Linked DNA regions of Macaca fascicularis: region 2 is linked to region 1. The links are chromatin contacts, called in public Hi-C maps. All regions are on one chromosome and are shown on one strand. Each heading gives the region's core, a stretch centred on a gene start, on an enhancer-like site or on the middle of the called end of the contact. The rest is flanking DNA. Distances are from core to core; before and after follow the strand shown. Region 1 overlaps PRKAG2 (protein kinase AMP-activated non-catalytic subunit gamma 2). Region 2 overlaps PRKAG2 (protein kinase AMP-activated non-catalytic subunit gamma 2).

Region 1 (4,469 bases), core at 998-3,497:
GAGATGGGTTCGAATGAAGACCCTGGATTATTTTTCTGTAGGATGAAATGCAAATTAAGTCCAGTAAAATTCTGAAATGCATCATTTGTTACCAATAAATATGGACAAACACTTTTAATGACAATGACTATGAACGTATTCTCTTCCAGCTAACGTGTTTGTGAAATGCTGCAGTGAATCTAAAAGATAACAGGCACCCGGCTAATTCTATTGGGTTAACACGTCCATGCTGGCTGTGCAGGCTTATTTAAGTAATTGCCTGACTGTGAATGAACAGAGGTATTAAAGTAAAGTTGGCACAAGGGACAGCATCCACATGGCACATTCTTTGTCTCGAGAGCTTTATTCTATCCATACTCCCGGAAAAAAGAGAAGTTGCTAAATAAATAATGGAAGCACACAAGACAGTGTGAAGAAGGCCTTTTCAAGTCCTCGAATTGTCAAGCATCTTATATAAAGTTCTTTCCCGACTTTGAGCTCATCACATTTCATTTTACATATTAATTTTGCATAAGAGCAAGCTCATCCCCTTCAAATGTTAACAGCTTCAAAATAAGATCCTGGTGAAAGCTCGTCACATTCCATTTTAAATATTAATTTTGCCAAAGAACGACCTCGTGCCTTTCAAATGTTGACAGCCTCAAGATAAGATCCAAGTTATTTACCTGTAAGACACAAGAAGACAGGAGAGGGAAAAAAACAACCGAGAGGAGAGGCGACAGAAATGACGGAGTGAGAGGGTCGCCTGAACTCAACACCGATTCAATAAGCCTCTTCAGGTTTTCCTATTTAACTTTCCCCATTAAAAAAGAAGACACACCCTGCCGGTGGTATCTTCACAGGCACAGATAAGGGCACCAGTCTACGATTAAGGGTCTGGACTGTGGGTATGATTCGGGGTTGCCTCCGAGTGCATGGTGACAAGCACAAACAATTAGCGCTCCCTGACACCTTGCTCTAATTCGAGTTCTGCGAGTAAGGACAAAAGGGCCGCCCATCCGTGCGGATGCCTGGCTGCGGGCTGCGCTCTGGGAGCCCGGCTCGCGTCCCCTCCGCGGACGCCCGGTACCCCGCAGCCCGAGCTCGCCAGCGCCCGCCTCCCCGCCCTGGTCCCTGCCCCGGCCCCCGGGCTTCCGCAGGACGCAACTCGCCGTGGGGCTGCGCCGGAGACGGGGCGCGGGGTCCCCGGGGGTCCAGGTCCTCGGGCGGCCGGGCCGTGGGAGCGCCGGGCCGGCGGCGGGCGGGGCGCACTCACCTTCGTCCTCGAACTCCAGCTTCTCCAGCATGCCGGCTTCCGCGGGTCCCGGGGCCGCCGCCAGCGCCGCCTGAGGGGGAGGAGGAGGACAGCGATCAGCATGAGCTGCGGCGCTCGTCCCCGGCCGGCGGGCTCGCGGCCGGCCGAGCTCTCGGGCCTGGCTCTGCCGCGCCGCCGGGAGGAGGTGCCTGGCGGGGGACGCGGGCGGCGGGGGCCGGGGGCGGAGCGGGCGCGCGGCCCCCACCCGCCCGAGGCCGCCGCCGCCGCAGGTGGCGCGGCCGCGGCCCGCGTGCCCCTCCGCGAGTGGGACACGCCGCTCCCCCCCGCGCCTTGGTACGGCCCGCCCGGGAGGAAGCGTGGGAAGGGACCCGGGAGCCCGAGGGCGGTCGCGCCTGGGCCCGGGGCGCCCCCTTCCGGACGCGGCCCGCGTCCTCCCCTCCGCGCGGCCACTGGGAGAGGCCCGCGGCCCGCCCCCCCGCTCCCACGCCCCCCAGTGCCGCTCACCTTCCCAGCACCGGCGGCCGCGCAGGCTCCACCTGCGCAGGTGTGGGCTCTGCGGCGCGGGGGCGGGGAGAGGGGCTGGAGGCTGCAGAACGCCCCGGGGCGCCAGCTAGGGAAGCCTTTCTCGCTGTCCTCTTCCCTTTCCAAATTTTAGATATAACTGCCCATCCCTGGCCCCCTTAACAAAAATCGTTCCGTTGGCTGCACGTATTGTAGATGCACTTTGTCGCTATCCATTTTTTTTTCCCCCAACATGGAACTCTTAATTCGCGTCCTCTCTTCGAGCCGAGTGTCTTCTCGGTTGGGGAACCGCTGCCAAAAGCGTACACACGCTGAATCTGGCCCTGGCCGCTCAGGAGCTGGGTATCTGAGTCTCTACTATGGCCAACTCAGGTTGGCAGGCGGCGCGGCCAGCAGCCACTAGCTGCCTGGAAGGGCAGGACAGGCCCAGAGGGGACCGAGGTCCCTGGCCCCACGGCCCATCCCTGCAGAGTGCACTGGAGCCGCGAATGCGATTAGCTCCAGCACCGATTAGGGCTGAACGGAGCTTGGCCCTAGCGCTCTTGCAAGCCGGGCCTGAAAGAGGAAGTCCTGAAAATGCCTCTCATTTTGCTTTGTCATCTTACTTGCGCCAATCTCTAAATCTTAAACCCCTTTAAATAAGAAAAGGGGTGGGGAGAGAGAAAGAAAACAAAGCTAAGATGTTTCATGGTAAAAAGCTACAGCAGACATCATACTTCATAGTGAAAGACTGCTTTCCCTACGAGGTTCAGAAACCAGGCCAAGGTGTCTGCTCTCACTAACCCTATTCAACATGGTTCTAGAAGTACTAGGCCCTGCAATAAGGCAAGAAAAGGAAAGAAAACGCATACAGATTGGAAAGGAAGAAAAACACCTATGCAGATAACATAAGTTATCTACATACAAAATCCCAAAGAATCTACAAAAGAAAAAGAGAAAACAGTCTCCTGGAACTAGTGAGTTTGGTAAGATCATAGCATACAGGATCAACACAGAAAAATCAATCACATTTCTACAAACCAACAATGAACACATGGAAAAATATTTAAAACAATATCACTTATTAATACAATCACTTCAAAGAAAATTAATACTTAGGCATAAACTCAAGAAACCATGTATAGTAGCTGTATGCTGAAAATCACAAAATGTAATGAGAGAAGAGCTAATAAATGGAGAGACATTCCTGAGTTGGAAGCCCTAACACAGTAAAAATGACAGTTCTCCCCCAGATTAATCTTTTGGTTTAATGCAATTGCTACCAAATTCGTTTTTTTTTTCTTTTAACATAAATAAGCTTATTCTAAAATATATATGGAAAGGCGCAAGCTCTAGAATTCTTTATTTATTTATTATTTTTTTGAGACGGAGTCTTGCTCTGTCACCCAGGCTGGAGTGCAGTGGCGCGACCTCAGCTCACTGCAAGCTCTGCCTCCTGGGTTCACGCTATTCTCCGGCCTCCGCCTCCCGAATAGCTGGGACTACAGTAGAATGCTTTAATCTTGAAATAGCTCAATATTAAAGCAAACTATATAGATACAGCAATCAAGACAATGGTATTGGCAGAAGAATAGATTTAATAATCAATAGAAATAAATAGAAAACCCAGAAATAGACCCATGCAAACATGGCAAACCAATTTTTGATGGAGGTGTAAAGGCAATAGAACTGGAGTAATTGGATATCAAAAGGTAAAAATACAAAAACAAACCTCAACCTAAGCCTTGCGTTTTACACAAAAATGAGTTCACATTAGATTGTGAACTTAAAACTATGAAACTTTTTGGAGAAAATCTTTGGGAACTGGGGCTAGGCAAAAGTTAGACTTGACACCAAAAACACAGTCCATAAAAGGAAAAACTGATAAATGGACCTCATTAAAATTTAGAATTTTTGCTCTGTGAAAGACCCTGTTAAGAGGATGAAAAGAAAAGCTACACAGTAGGAGAAAATACTTGCGATCCACATAGCCAATAAATTACTAGCACACTGCCTATGGGTTAGCCCTGCTCTCCAATAAATAGCAAAAATAAAATTAAAATGTCTGGAATACATAAATACTATCAATATTAAACAGAAAAAGGAGAAAATAATCAAATTAGAACATAGGCAAATGACACAGAGCTATTTCACCAAAAAAGATACACAGATGGCAAATTAGTGTATGAAAAGATGTTCAAAGTCATTGATCATTATATAAATGTAAATTAAAACCACAATGAGATACCACTACACAACTGTTAAAATGGCTAAAATCTTAACAGTAACAACACCAAATGCTGGTGAGGATGTGGAGAGACGGGATCACTTCTACACTGCTGGTGGGAATGCAAAATGGAACCATTGCTTTTTTTTTTTTGAGACAGGGTCTACCTCTGTGGCCCAGGCTGGAGCACAGTGGAGTGATCTCAGCTCACTGCAACCTCCGTCTCCCAGGTTCAAGCAATTTTCCTGCCTCAGCACAGATCAGCTAATTTTTGTATTTTTAGTAGAGATGAGGTTTCACCATATTGGTCAGGCTGGTCTCGAACTCCTGACCTCAGGTGATCTGCCTGCCTTGGCCTCCCAAAGTGCTGGGATTATAGGCGTGAGCCACTGTGACCAGTCGAAAACCACCACTCTTAAAAACAATTTGGCAGTTTTTTATAAAACTAACCATGCAACTACCATATAACACATCAGTTGTACTCTT
Region 2 (4,469 bases), core at 595-3,094, 120 kb after region 1:
CTGAGTTCCTCCAGGTGACTCAGGAGCAGCACGGTGGGCCAGGGCTCGGCAGCCCTGGGAGCAGCATGTCGTGTTCCTGGGGGACACTTTGGCGGCTGTTCTGGAGCCAGGGAGTTTGTGCTGACTGTTCCCCTGCCCTCGGCAGGGCTTCAGGCTTGGCCAGCCAGGGCTGGGCTGCAGGAGGCCATGGCACTGGGTCCCGTTCACTCTAATACTTGGATTCTACCAGGTGCATCAGCACCCCCATCTGGATGCTGCAAAACATTCCACAGCCAGACTGTGCACTACACAGCGGAGCTGGGGGCGAGAGAGGTGAGGAAGGAGAAGTCAGGGGAATTGCAGATGGGCTCGCAGATGGAGCGTGGTCACCCCTGCTTCCTGTGCATTAGGATAAATGGCGCGAAGGTGTCCACCCTTCCACGAGAGAGACGTGACGGCGCTCCTGTGGCTCTGATATGTAACCCCCACCCCCAAACTCTGGTGACCCAAAACATGTGAGTAAACCCTTTAATTGCTGGAGGTTCTCCACCGGTGCCCCGGGGGCCACATTCCAATGGCATGGGAGAAGTGCTAGGACATGTGGCACATGTTGTCCCACTAACCTGGTGCTAGTCCAGGCTGCAGGTTGGAGCCCCACCCCAGGCTTGTCACCTGGTGAATGGGACTCTGGGTCTCTGTTGCAGACACCATGGTTGGCGCCCAGCCTCCACTTGTTCCCCACCCCACCCCTGCAGTGGGTGTCTGAGAGCCGAGGGCCTCATCAGGCCAAACTGCCTCCTCCTCCAGGCAGCCCATGAATAACGACAGGGTCAAGCCCCTTGAAGCTCACCCTATCTCTGGACTTCCAATTATATCAAAACCAAATTTTCAAAAAGACCCCAAGCTTTCCTTCTCATCGAAGCCACTTTGCATGTTATGTGAAGCTGCAAATAGTTTCCTTGAAGTTGTCACTGGGGACCCAGATGAGAGAAGAGTCACTGAGACTCGGTGTAACCACCCTCCCTCCACACGCCTCCATTCATTCATGAGACTGGCGCTTCCCAGGGCAGGGCTGCTGAGGCCTGGGAGCACCGCACAGACAGAATCAGTGCGGCTGACGGAGAGATCTGCCAGCAGAGCAGGGCAGCGGGAACCCTAGTCACCCGCACCCTGCAGTTGTACAGAGCTGGAGACTTTGCCCACAGTGGTTTCCTACATTCTTCTCAACCGTGCTGTATGGTAGGGAGGCCAGCCACGACTATTCAGCTCAAGAACTAAAATTGTTTTAAAACCCAAGAGTTCAGAGGTGCTCAACGATTTGCCCAGTATCTGCGGGCAGCCTGTGGGATTGTGGGGGTTGATGCTGGCTCTGCTGGTTCCTCATCCGGGGGGCATCAGGAGCCGGGCTGCCCCTGCTCCGACACACTCAAGGTCACTCACAGCCTCCTGGTGACCACAGGAACTGGAGCCTGAGTCTCTGAGTGACAAGAGGGTGACTTTTTGGGTAGACCGCTGCAGAAGCAGGTGAGGACGCACCACTCAAACACTTCCGGCTCCTCCTGAACCTTTGTGGATCACGAGGCAGTACCTGAAAAGCACGCAGTCCCCTGCACGGCTGCATTCCAAACCACATCTCATTATGTAAGAGGGCACGGGTCCCCTCCAGGCCGGGGAGCAGCAACACGCGTTAGCACATATTTGCTAGAGCTCTCCTGCTGGTTGCAAAATACTGTGTCATATTTCATGGAAAGTTCTAAAGGTCACTGCTGCACTTGACTCTGAGATCGCCACATCGCCTCTCTGGGGCCTCCCCGTCCCTGCCCCAGGAGGTGTTTATGAGCCGGCACCTCTGTGGAGCACCCTCCGTCCTGACTCAGGCCCCCATGCCTCTGTTCCACGTCAGCCCGACACACTCATGGTCACGCACAGCCTCGTGGTGACCACAGGAACTGGAGCCTGAGTCTCTGAGTGACAAGAGGGTGATTGTTTTGGCAGAGACAAAGCACCTCAGCTCACACAGCTCCACTCACACCAGCGACATCTAACGCCACTGAGAACTGGCAGAGACAACAGGGTATCTTGATTTTAAAAACACAGATAAGTACTAAAAAGGAGAAAAACAATCGCAATAATTATTTTTAGCATGCCGAAATGCAGCACCCAAAAAGTAAGAAATCCCTGGATCTCCTTAAAATCTTGAAGGGGCATCACATTCCCCCATGAGGGCTCGGTGGGGCCCTTTGCAGTCCCTTCTCACGGTGCCTGGCATCCCTGCAGTTGCTCAGCATCCAAGAGCACACCAGGCCAAGAGCTCTGAAGGCTCCACCAGCAAGAACCTGCCCTGATTCCAGCTGCTCCATGGCCCAGAAGCTGAGCCCTTGGCTCAACGGGGGCCACCAGGCAACGGTTTCTGAAAACCAGATTCGGAAACTCTGCAGGCCAGCCATTTGGGTTTTCTGTTTAATTCTCTTTAAGTTATTCAATTCTCTTACAAATGCTGAAGTGAGCTGGGAATGCACCGAAGCCTTGGAGAAGGACCCGGTTAACTCCCGGGCTCAGCAGAAAGCCAGTTTGATCTGTGGTCTCTGACTTCCAGGTGACGGGGCAGGATTTCCAGTGTCCGGACTTGGGCCGGTCACAGAGCAATCCACCTGCTCCTGCATGTCACTCATGAGGAAACCCCTAGCTTAGATTATGAGGGGGGCTGAGCTGAAGTTTGCCTCAGATCTGTTTCTTCTTACAGTGAAATATATTTGAAAACAAGGTGACAGGTAGAAAGGTTTAAAACACCTAGGTCAAACATAGAACCCTAAAGCAACATCAGTTCACCCACTGGCATGCAATTCTGAGCTAGTTTATTCTTCCACATTTCTCCCATAAGAGAGACCATTTTACAGGGTTTCAAGGTGATTAAATGAGATAGAATAGCAAAAATATCCTGTAAGCTGCAGAGCATTTCACAGAGGACATGGCCATTCTCTGTCCCTGAAAGCAGGTTCTCAGGAGCTCCACTAGTCAATGTAGAATTCATGATAAATTTAGATAATCACTTTTTGGTAATTACTATACTAATTATAGTACTGTAATTACTATAGTAACAATTCAGGCAAGAAATATGGATCGATCCTAAAACTAGCAAGTGAAAGTCTGAGGAGAAAGAAGATATTTACACAATCCCAAAGCAGCTTCCCCTGAAACCCTGACTGGTGACAAGGGGGAAGTACTTTATTCAAGTAGAGAACTTTATAGCGGCAGACACCCCCTTCACCAGGTGACTGGCACCCACTTCACCGGGAAGGTGTCGCGGCCGTATCGGGTGCCCGGGCTGAGATGCGGAAGCCCAGGGCAGCACATGGACAGATGGACGCCCTCCTGAGGGTGCAGGCTGGCTCTGATGGTGAGGAAATGTCAGGCAAACGCAAAGCCAAGGGCAGGCGACACAAGAACTGGCCTGTGTCTCCCTGAAAAAGGCTCAGGTCGTGACAGATGAGACAGGACTGAGGAGCTGTTCCCAATGAAGGGACTGAAGAGAAAGGACAACGAAACAAAACGTGTGGCTGGGGATCCCCTCTTCCAAGAAATGATGCCCCAAAGACAAGGTGCAAAACGTGAATGAAGCCTGCAGCTTAGCTGATAGCATATTAGCGCTAATTTCCTGATTTTGACAATTATACTGTGGTTAGGAGAATGACCCTGTTTTTATGAAATATCCACTGAAATATTTAGGGGTAAAGGGATATGATGTCTGCAAATTCCTCTCAGGGGTTCAGAGTTCATATAAACACACAGTGAGAGATCATGAGAAATGAGATACGGGCAGATCTGCTGAAATGCTAACATCGGGCAATCTGGGTGAAGAGGATATGAGAACTCTTTGTATTATTTTTGTGACTTTATGTTTGAAATTGTCAAAATAAAATGTTATTTATTATTTAATGATTTTTTTTGTTGTTGTTAGAGACAGAGTCTCACCATGTTGCCCAGGTTGGTCTCGAACTCCTGGGCGCAAGTGATCCACCTACCTTGGTCTCCCAAAGTGCTGGAATTACAAGCATGAGCCACCTCGCCCAGCCCTAAAGTCTTATTTTAAAAAAGGAATTAAGAAATACAGGCTGAGCACAGTGGCTTGTGCCTATGAGGCCAAGGCAGGAGAATCGCTTAAGCCCAGGAGTTTGAGACCAGCCTGGGCAACACGGCAAAACCCCGTCTTTACAAAAAATGTAAAAATTAGCTGGGCATGACGGTGCACACCTGTAGTCACAGCTACTCAGGAGGCTGGGGTGGGAGGATCGCTTGAGCCGCAGTGAACTGTGATCGCACCACTGCACTCTAGCCTGAGAGACAGAGCAAGACCCTGTCTCGAAAAAAGAAAAAGAGCTACAGTGGGCCTTACTTACGGGTCTTACTTACTACCACTCTTACTTACAGTGTTAAGTGACAGCACGTGTTAGCGCTGCCTTTTACTGTCTCCCAAGGTGGGAGCATCACTG

Evidence for each region. Hi-C and Micro-C count contacts between places; a contact is called where the count stands out from the background.
Region 2: a Hi-C map of liver shows a contact between it and region 1, with 3 times the contacts expected there. The contact joins two enhancer-like sites. A contact is called at or near these places in 2 of 2 Hi-C or Micro-C datasets (liver and skeletal muscle).

What each region holds. Positions count from the first base shown.
Region 1 is chr3:192,908,019-192,912,487 of T2T-MFA8v1.1, forward strand. It overlaps PRKAG2 (protein kinase AMP-activated non-catalytic subunit gamma 2), which reads right to left. Exons shown (of 17, transcript XR_012433086.1): 5 at 1,256-1,325. Among named protein-coding and RNA genes, the nearest start is that of RHEB, 110 kb to the left of the region's middle. Within about 2 kb of position 2,248, at least 4 of the 6 cell types and tissues checked have an H3K27ac peak or open chromatin away from gene starts, as enhancers often do. A contact at or near this core is called in liver, where this site is marked.
Region 2 is chr3:193,028,792-193,033,260 of T2T-MFA8v1.1, forward strand. The region is part of intron 3 of PRKAG2 (protein kinase AMP-activated non-catalytic subunit gamma 2); the gene reads right to left. Among named protein-coding and RNA genes, the nearest start is that of PRKAG2, 120 kb to the right of the region's middle. Within about 2 kb of position 1,845, at least 1 of the 6 cell types and tissues checked has an H3K27ac peak or open chromatin away from gene starts, as enhancers often do. A contact at or near this core is called in liver, where this site is marked.